Regions from separate parts of the Mus musculus genome. Here region 1 is linked to region 2. The links are chromatin contacts, called in public Hi-C maps. All regions are on one chromosome and are shown on one strand. Each heading gives the region's core, a stretch centred on a gene start, on an enhancer-like site or on the middle of the called end of the contact. The rest is flanking DNA. Distances are from core to core; before and after follow the strand shown. Region 1 overlaps Plxnc1 (plexin C1). Region 2 holds the start of Cep83os (centrosomal protein 83, opposite strand).

What was found. A called contact is a pair of places that touch in the nucleus more often than the background predicts.
Region 1: a contact with region 2 is called in a Hi-C map of muscle stem cells, with 1.8 times the contacts expected there. The contact joins the enhancer-like site here to the promoter of Cep83os in region 2. A contact is called at or near these places in 5 of 39 promoter capture datasets (the 3T3-L1 cell line, 3T3-L1-derived adipocytes, embryonic stem cells and 2 more), 3 of 484 Hi-C or Micro-C datasets (bone marrow-derived macrophages, muscle stem cells and nephron progenitors), 8 of 115 datasets of contacts at active chromatin or transcription factors (the SCID.adh cell line, bone marrow-derived macrophages, effector CD8 T cells and 5 more) and 2 of 9 other capture datasets (adipose tissue and liver).

Annotation. Positions count from the first base shown.
Region 1 is chr10:94,899,625-94,903,981 of GRCm38.p6, reverse strand. All of the region lies in intron 4 of Plxnc1 (plexin C1), which reads left to right. Among named protein-coding and RNA genes, the nearest start is that of Plxnc1, 43 kb to the left of the region's middle. Within about 2 kb of position 2,026, at least 3 of the 459 cell types and tissues checked have an H3K27ac peak or open chromatin away from gene starts, as enhancers often do. A contact at or near this core is called in muscle stem cells, where this site is marked.
Region 2 is chr10:94,685,359-94,689,935 of GRCm38.p6, reverse strand. It overlaps Cep83os (centrosomal protein 83, opposite strand), which reads left to right and starts at 1,323. Exons shown (of 3, transcript NR_015524.1): 1 at 1,323-1,703. It overlaps Cep83 (centrosomal protein 83), which reads right to left and starts at 1,146. Exons shown (of 16, transcript NM_029852.2): 1 at 890-1,146.

The DNA.
Region 1 (4,357 bases), core at 777-3,276, 210 kb before region 2:
GTTGGGGAAAATTCCGGTAGGAAGGAGAGGGGTGGGGGGAAGGAGGGTGAATATTGTGGTGTGTTGTCTTTCAGCAGATGACAGAAAATATGACCTAATCACATCAGTGGGGAGGGTAGCCTCAGTCCAGGATGGGAGGGAAACAGTAGTGTGGACCCCAGAGCTCGTAGAGATAGATCAGACCTCAGGGTATGTCCATATTGCTCGGAACCTTCTTTGTGACCTTAGACCAGCAGGAGCCAGGTGTCTGTGTGAGCCCGGGGAGAGGGAGCCGTGAAATCTGAGGAAGGGAAGCAGGAAGCACACAGGAGCTCAGGTAAAGGACACACACAGAGAGAAAATAGAGTATGGTTGCCTGGCAATATTGGGGCGCACCTGAGGCCGATGATCTTGCCTTTGAAACAGAAAGCATGGGTTTGCTTTGCTCATGTAGTCTAGCTCCAGTCCCATCATGGGAAAGTACGGAGGATAGACTTCAGTTTAGCTAGAGTTTGGGGATAAGTACATCAGGGTGGGGCTATGGGATGACATTGATGTCACCTGTGTGCGGTGGAGGGAAGTAGGGACACACTGTGGATGGGAGACATGAGAGGGGGGAAAACACCACCTGGACTGTGTGGGGGTCAACGCTGAGGCGATACAGGTGTGGAGGTACCGGGAATGGTAAGGTCTACAGGACTGTTACGTCATGGCAGCGAGGGTGGAGAACAAGACTACTGTGTGAGAAACAGGGACCTCTGTGTGTCAGTCGAAGCCACCAGGAACAAGGATGGGCCCACTGGTGAAGAGTAAAGGACAAATTAGTCAAGACCTAAAACTAACTAGTAAGGTGGGTGAGTGTTGGTCCTGTAGGTTTTGTGTAAGGAGTCAGGATGGTATCTATTGCAAACATGAACTTGAACTCTGAGAGATGGTCAGAAAGAGAGGAATTATGTGGAGGAGGGCTGTCAGGCCCAGCTGGGCCACCTCTAGTAAGTTAAAGGAAGCAGCCAGCCCTCTAGAACAGTGGTCCTCAACCTTCCTAACACTGACACTCTTTAATGCAGTTCCTTGTTGTGGTAACCCCCAACCATAAAATTATTTTTGTTGCTATTTCTTTTTATTGTTTTTTTTTTTTTTCAAGACAGGGTTTCTCTGTATAGCCCTGGCTGTCCTGGAACTCACTTTATAGACCAGGCTGGCCTCAATCTCAGAAATCTGCCTGCCTCTACCTCTCAAATGCTGGGATTTAAGGTGTGCGCCACCACGCCCAGCTTTCGTTGCTGTTTCTTAACTGTAACTTTGCTGTGCGATTTGCTATTGTTATGAGTCATGACATAAATCTCTGTGATTTCCTGGTGGTCTTAGGTAACCCCTGTGAGTGGATTTTTCAACCCTAGAGAGGTTATGAACCACAGGTTGAGAACTGTCGCTTTAGAGGGACATGGGGAAGCTGTGTCCCCTGGGGGAACAGTGAGCCAGAAGGGAGTTGTTAGAGAATTGGGTGAGGACAGCAAGCCATTCTTAACAGCTCGCTGTAAGGTCTCTCTTCAATTTCCCCTGTTCATTATCTCGCTCCCCCACCCTTGCTGTACACTTTCCAGTAGGAATGATCCTTTAAAAAAAGAAAAAAAAAATCCCCACTAGACGGTGTCCTCCCTAGATTCATTGCTCCCAATTTCTCCTCTCTCAAACTCAGCCTGATCTCCTGCTTGCAGACAAGGCATTCTGTGATTTGCAGCTCCGACCTCTCTCATGACTCTCTCTCCTTGGTCTCACTGATTGTCTTTCTGATTCAAGAATATTCCTGCCCAGGGCCTTTACCTTGAATTTAAAAGTTCTCCATTTTAGCACACTCTTCCCTTCAGGAGCTCTTTATCTGCTATCCTAGAACGTATATCTATGTCCACTTAACTACCCAACATCAGAGAAGCAACCCCTACCCACTCAGCAAACATAGCGGGGTCATGGTTGACGGTCCTTGGTAGCCACGTCCCCTCACTTGGCTCCCAGTTGGCTCCGTTCTGGCCTAAGATAAAATGAAACTAAGCTTCAGATCTGTGACTCATGTTAAGCTCTCGGTACCATTCAAAATTAGGAATTCTAAAGGGGATGTTTTTGGTGTGGTGGCGAAGCATCCCACTGTGTTTATTTTAAATGTCACAGATTTATTTAGAAAAATAATTTCTTCTCTGTCTTGAGAAGGTTGAACCTTCTTGTATACGTGTCTTGAAAGTGGATTTGGGTATGGTGGGGGGCCAAGAAAATGATAATTAATTTCTTTTTTATTTGGTGTTAAGAATAGTCTCCCAGTGTAATAAGCAGATAAAAAAAAAAACCAACTAAGCAAGCACTGAGGTCTAGTATTTTACTGTGCGAACCTCAGGTTCAACCTGTGCTGCAGTTGTCTGTGGGTGGAAAGGGAATTCTTTTTTTCAAGCTGAATATATATTGGAGTTGGAAGCAGTTTCTCAGCTTCTCCCGTATTTCGAAGCCCAGCACATGTGTTCAGTTGTGGATTTCCAGAGAACTGGCAATCCCGAGCCGATGAGCCCGACAAGGTTCCAAGAGTTCATTTGCAAGTTTGCTTGGCTCACACGGGTGCCTTTCCCACAGAAACAATGTCACCAATTGAGGGTGGATTCCCAAGCCAGCCCACAAAATCCATTTCCTCTTAATTTCAACAAACATTTGTTGAATACCTACCAAGAGCCCCCATGTGGGAAGTGAGATGGCTATGTGCTGTTGAGAAAACCCAGATGTCCTTCTTGGCTGTAAGGGGTTAACAAGCAAACTAGGAGGGCAGACAGGTCTATGCCAGTGATCATTCATTCAGCCGTCCATCTGACCACTGACATGTATGAGGTACCCACGTGTTATAAGCCTGACATCCCATTCAGAGGCACAGTTCCCATCTGAATGGCTTCTCTAGTCTAATGATGGGTAAGCGTCAGTAGATTCTGAGTTTCTTTTGTTTGTTTGTTTTGTTTGTTGGTTTGGTTTGGTTTGGTTTGGTTTGGTTTGGTTTGGTTTGGTTTGGTTTTTCGAGACAGGGGTTCTCTGTATAGCCCTGGCTGTCCTGGAACTCACTTTGTAGACCAGACTGGCCTCGAACTCAGAAATCCGCCTGCCTCTGCCTCTCAAGTGCTGGGATTAAAGGCGTGCATCATCACTGCCCGGCAGATTCTCTTTCAGTGATTCTACCTAATGAGCAACTGCCTGATCCTTAGAAGTCTAACGAGCAGGTATTTCTCTACATTTATTATTTTCACTCATGGATGTGCTTGTCAGCTGTGGGAGGAGGAAGAGGTTTGTGTCGTGCTATCAGCGAAACTCAGGTCTCTTTCATGTGTCTGTCATTGTGTACCTACTCTTAAGTCAGAGAGCAGATGTAGAAGATATTGAACTAAGTTACATGATGCACTCAAAGCCTCTGCGCCCATCATGGTTATGGATATTCTACTGCTAACACAAGCTCCACAGCCAAGCTCGACATTAGTAGGGTAAGGAAATAGACCATTCTATTCCGTCCAGTCAGATGTATCATAACATGGCACGGCAAATAGCAGTAGAGATGAATCATTCTGGTACAGGAAGTTTTGGAGACTTGGGAATGTGCATCTTGTCTCTCTGGAATAAAGGAGATGAATAGGATAGGGGGCTATAAGGATAGACACAGAAGATGTAGGGTTCCATGGAGACACAGATAGGGCATCTAACTCCCATGTGAAAGGTTGGGGAAAGCTTCCTGGGGAAGAGATGATTCAGGCAAATCTGAAACATAGGCAGGTATCAGGAAGGGAAACTGGCTGAGGTAACAGGTTGGCGAAGAATACACTTAAGTTCCTGAATGTGGGTGTGGATGCGTGTATGGCATGTTTGGGGGGTGGGGATAAGAGGACATGGTCAACAGGGCAGATGAGTCGTTTAGATTTTGTTAGAAGAATCTTGTGGAGACTGAGCAACTGAGCATACAATCTGGAGCAAGATGGACTTGGGTCCTCGCTGGGAGCTGGCAGACCAGTCAGCAGGTGGTTATAGAAACTGGGGCTGGGTTAGCGCAGTAGTAGTTGGAAGCAGGTACATTGGAGAGCTATTTGGAAGCCAACACTGACGGGACTTGGTGATTAATTGAATTCCCCCTTGAGCATGGCACACTAAAAATAGGGCCATAAAATAGAAGATGAAGATGGCCACGATGGAAGATGTATTCTTTCTTCCTTGACCCAACATTGCACAAAGAAAAGAGCTGACACTCAAAGAAGCTAGATTCTCCCTGTGGCCCAGGCACTGGGTTCTAAGGAGAGCACCCGGGTCAGGTGAGGAGGACTTCTGAGAGATGGCAGAGGGGTGTATGTTCTAACTCTTACCAGCAATA
Region 2 (4,577 bases), core at 74-2,573:
ACTCTCCATAGTCTTGTGTGACAACAAAAACAATCAAAGTGTTCTAATAATTCTAGATAAAATTTATTTGAAATCTGACTACAAAAGGCAACAAATGTAGCCACCTATAAACTAAAAGCATAAATCTGAAGAGCTCCAACTCGCTCCAAACTCAGATTAACAGGCCACATTTACTTATGTTCTAGTTGAATATTAGACTTGTTTACGGTGATGTTGCTTGGTAACAGAAGCACGGCTTTAACAACCTACTCGGTACTTTAAATCTCAGTTTAGTACTTTATACTAACAGCCTGAACATATTATGAATTCACTACATATTTAAAAAAAAATCATCAGAACAAATTTAGCCTGATCCTCAACATGTTCGAGAAGAAAGTGGTCTGATAATTAGAAGGTAAGCAAAGACTTAAAGACACTTAAATGCCCTCTAGGGCATTTTTAAAAAGCCAAGAGTCTTTTTATCATAGTCAGAAACTGGACTAAGAACTTGCCAAAGTACCAAGCCCAAAATACACTTCCCACAGTTCAGACCTTACCTCAGCAACATCCGCAAACCTCACTGCTATGACTACCTTTAAGGACAAGGAAAATGATGACAGCGTGGCTTTTCCCCCACCAATTAACCTAGAGGTGCTTTACACTAACCCCATGACTCCGCTGGCTACCGTGCCGCAGTGCACCAAAGAGCCCCGAAAGGAGTTTCACGTGCTTTAAAAAAGAAAAAGAAAAGAAAAACCTTGCATCCAGAACTCATCTCAGGGCCTGCCTTCCTAACACCGGCTAACACTGCTTCACCAGGAAACAAAACCCGGGTCCAAGGGCGGGCGCGGAGTGCCGCAGGCTTCCAAGCAGACGCCCAGCACGCCTAAAAAGAAGAGAGGTGACTTACCAAACTCACACACGGTCCCCGCTGCTCGCCCCAGCACAGCAGCCGCGCTCGCCACCGGGAGCCCCCGGCACAGCTCCAACCACCGCCACCCACTCCGCTCTGCTCTCCCAGGCATTGGGGCCGAGGGCTCGGGACGGTCCCACCGGCTGGGGTGTGGGGCCCGGAGCGGTCCAAGCGGCCGCTGCCGCCGCGGGGCTGGAGGCGAACCGAGGAGCCGGACGGTCCGCGAGGGCACCCACGCCTCGGGAAAGGTTGAGGTAGCCCGGGAAACTCGGAGGGCTGAGAGGGCGGCGGCTGCAAGGCCGGCTCCTCCTCCGCGGCCCGCCCTCCTCGGCCGACACGCCGCCCCCTCAGCCCGCCGTCCGCCACTCCCGAGCGGACCGCGCGCGTCCCGAGCCCCGGCGAGGCGCGAGGCAGGAAGTCCCGCCTCCCCGTCCTACGTCATCAGCACCGCGCGCCGCCCAAGGTCCGAGCCGTTGGTGAGAGGAGCGGGCTGACGGTTACGCGGGTAGCTGTTGCCGCTGTGGGGGAAAAAAAAAAGTGAGGATGCCACTCTGGGACGTCCCTGTGGGCCGCACCGAAGCCCGCGAGCCCGGGGAACGGCAGATGTCACCTCACGCCCGACTCCCGGTGGGCTGAGGGACTCTGTGCCCTTGTCACACTTCCTTCTCGGAGGGCTTGGACGGTGCTCTTCGCCGCCACCTCTGTTCCCGCCCGCCTTGTCATCGTGCCTGCTGGGCGGATTTTCCGGGCTCTGGCACCCAGTCAGCCTGTGAGTGCGGAGTCGCCCCCAGCTTGCCACCAGGGAAGTCAGGTCAGGACCTCCTTCCTGCCCCAGGCCCATCCTGTAGGCCCGCCTGCTCTTAGGGGTAATATAACAGGGTGGGCTCCTGGTCTCCAGGCTGCAAACTAAATTGACACTTGGTGACAGCTTTGATAATATTTGTGACCTAAAAGCTAAGGTAAATTAGGCTTTTCGCGTTTCAGGGTGGGCGATGGGAGAAACATGCATCCCGTCTATACCCATGCTTGCTGAGTGCCTCCATACTGTGGCCTTGGATCGCCACAGTGCATTATGAAGCACAGCTTATCTTCACCTCTCATGAACATGCAGGAGATGACTAGATCCGGGCTCTGGGTAGAGTGGTAACTGAGCTGTCACCATTTTTTCTAGAAATGAGGGTGCATACTATTATGGGTAGGTTATATAAAGGAGGTATGTGGGAGACACATTCACGATCAGAATAGAGAAAGCAGAAGTCCTGTGTGTGTGAGAGACATTGACAGTAACAATTTGCTGAACAGTCCTATATCAAGTGCCGCAGCATTTTTATAGATTATCTTAATCCCTAGTTCTGTAAATTCAATTAGGCGTTACGGATTCCCCAGATCCTGAAATCAAATCAAATCATTTGTAACCAGTGGAAATATCCGTTAAAAAAATAAAATAAATTAAATAAAATAGAATCACTGGAAAGTGAGGAGAAGACTGGAGAGATGACTAACAACTGAAGAAAAACTTTATTTCTCAGAGAAGAGTAAATGCTAGATGAACATTTAAACCGTTAAAAATAGGAGAAAATCCGCAGTGGTGAGATGTCTCAGTGTTTAGAAGTGCTTGCTGCTTTCCCAAAGGACCCATATTAAGGTCCCTGAAGCCAGGTCCTGCTGCTCAAATTGGCCTGTAACTACAGCTCTCAGGATCTGATGCCTTTGGCCTCTGAGAACATCTGCACCAACTCACATAAAGACACAGATTAGTATAAATAGCAATATTTTTAAATAGAAAATCAAGGTGTATATATTAATAACCATTTGTCTTAGTGAGGGTTTCTATTCCTGGACAAAACATCACGACCAAGAAGCAAGTTGGGGAGGAAAGGGTTTAGTCAGCTTACACTTCCACCCTGCTGTTCATCACCAATGAAGCCAGGACTGGAACTCAAGCAGGTCAGGAAGCAGGAGCTGATGCAGAGGCCATGGAGGGATGTTCCTTACTGGCTTGCTCAGCCTGCTCTCTGATAGAACCAAGAGTACCAGCCCAGAAATGGCACCACCCACAAGGGGACCTACCCCTTGATCACTAATTGAGAAAATGCCTTACAGCTGGATCTCTGTGGAGGCACTTCCCCAACTGAAGCTCCTTTCTCTGTGATAACTCCAGCTGTGTCAAGTTGACACAAAACTAGCCAGTACACCTTGTGATTAGAAAGGCCTTATCCAAGTATGAAATAAACTACAATAACAAAAGTTGTAATGCATCCTCAAAAATTGAAAAAAGAACCATAGAAAAATATATTCATAACATTTGCAAAGGAAAAATATTCCCAACATACAGCTCTTAGAAAAATCACTTATAAATTTCAACACCTAAATAATAAAAATTGACAGAGAGGTGGCACGTGTTTGTAATCCCAGCACTCTAGTCACTGGGATAGGAGTTTGAGGTCATCTTGGGCATATAAGTAAGACTTTGACAAAAAGAGAAAATTGTCCAAATATGACATTCTCCAAGAAAAATACCCAATTAACAAATGAAAAGGTATCCACCTTCCAAACAGATCTTTTGCTGACCAGTATTAACAGGACTGTGGAAATACAATTCCTTTGTGACCACTAGTGTGAGGGCGATAATTGTACACCTGACTTAATATAAGCATTGTCCTCTGTCGCACTTAAAGGAAAAAAAAAAAGGATTCCTAAGGATATTGTTGACTCTCATGTTTCTATTACATACTCATGATGTATAATAGCACTAGAACAGAAGACAATTATGGTGTGTGTATACAATAGAATACTCTTGACCCATTAAAACATTCGATTGCATATGTCCATGGAATCTGGGTCATATTTGTCCAAAAGAAAAAGCAAAATACAGATCACAGTGTACAGAATATGAATGCATATATGATGGCAAATATGAGTACAAAATCTAAAAGAATATGAAGCTGCTTTTTATCTTTTGGATGTTTTAACCTTGTTTAAGTTTTTTTTAATTTGTGAATTTATTATTTTATGAAAGTGAGATCATGTTATGTTTTTTAATTATAAGATGTGCCAGGGAAAGAAGCAGCTGACTGCCGGCCTACACCAGTGTGCAACCTTGGGATCTTGGGATTTTTTGTTGTTGTATTGCCATAAATTCTACAAACTTGTAGACCTGACTACTGACTCACCACATATCTTGATTCTGACTTTTTTTCTTGAATGCCCTCCTGTATTCTCTATGTTCTTCATGATATTTTTCACCGTATCTTGTAATTCCCCCTACCCCTGGATTATTTTTGCTCTTTCTGTACATATATCTTTCTGGTATGTATTACACATTTCCTTTTTCTTATCTATCATTTGTTTATGTATTTGTAAACTCACAAACTATTCTAGTCCTAGTGCTAATAGAACTATGTTGAATTTAAAGAGATACTTGGGTTACTTATGCTAGTAATAACTAAAATGAAACAGAAACTGCCATGAGGCTGGAGAACTCACATTTGCCATTGTGTGTGAGACCCAGTGGAAGGCAAAGCAGGAGCTGACACAGAAGGAATAAAACATTCAAGTAACTCAGTACAGAACACATTGAATTTATGATCAAAACACTGACAGGGAACTCCAGGCACATACGGCTGTACTAATGAATTTCATCAATACCTTAGGTAAAGCGTTCCGGTGCTACCCTGTTTCAGAA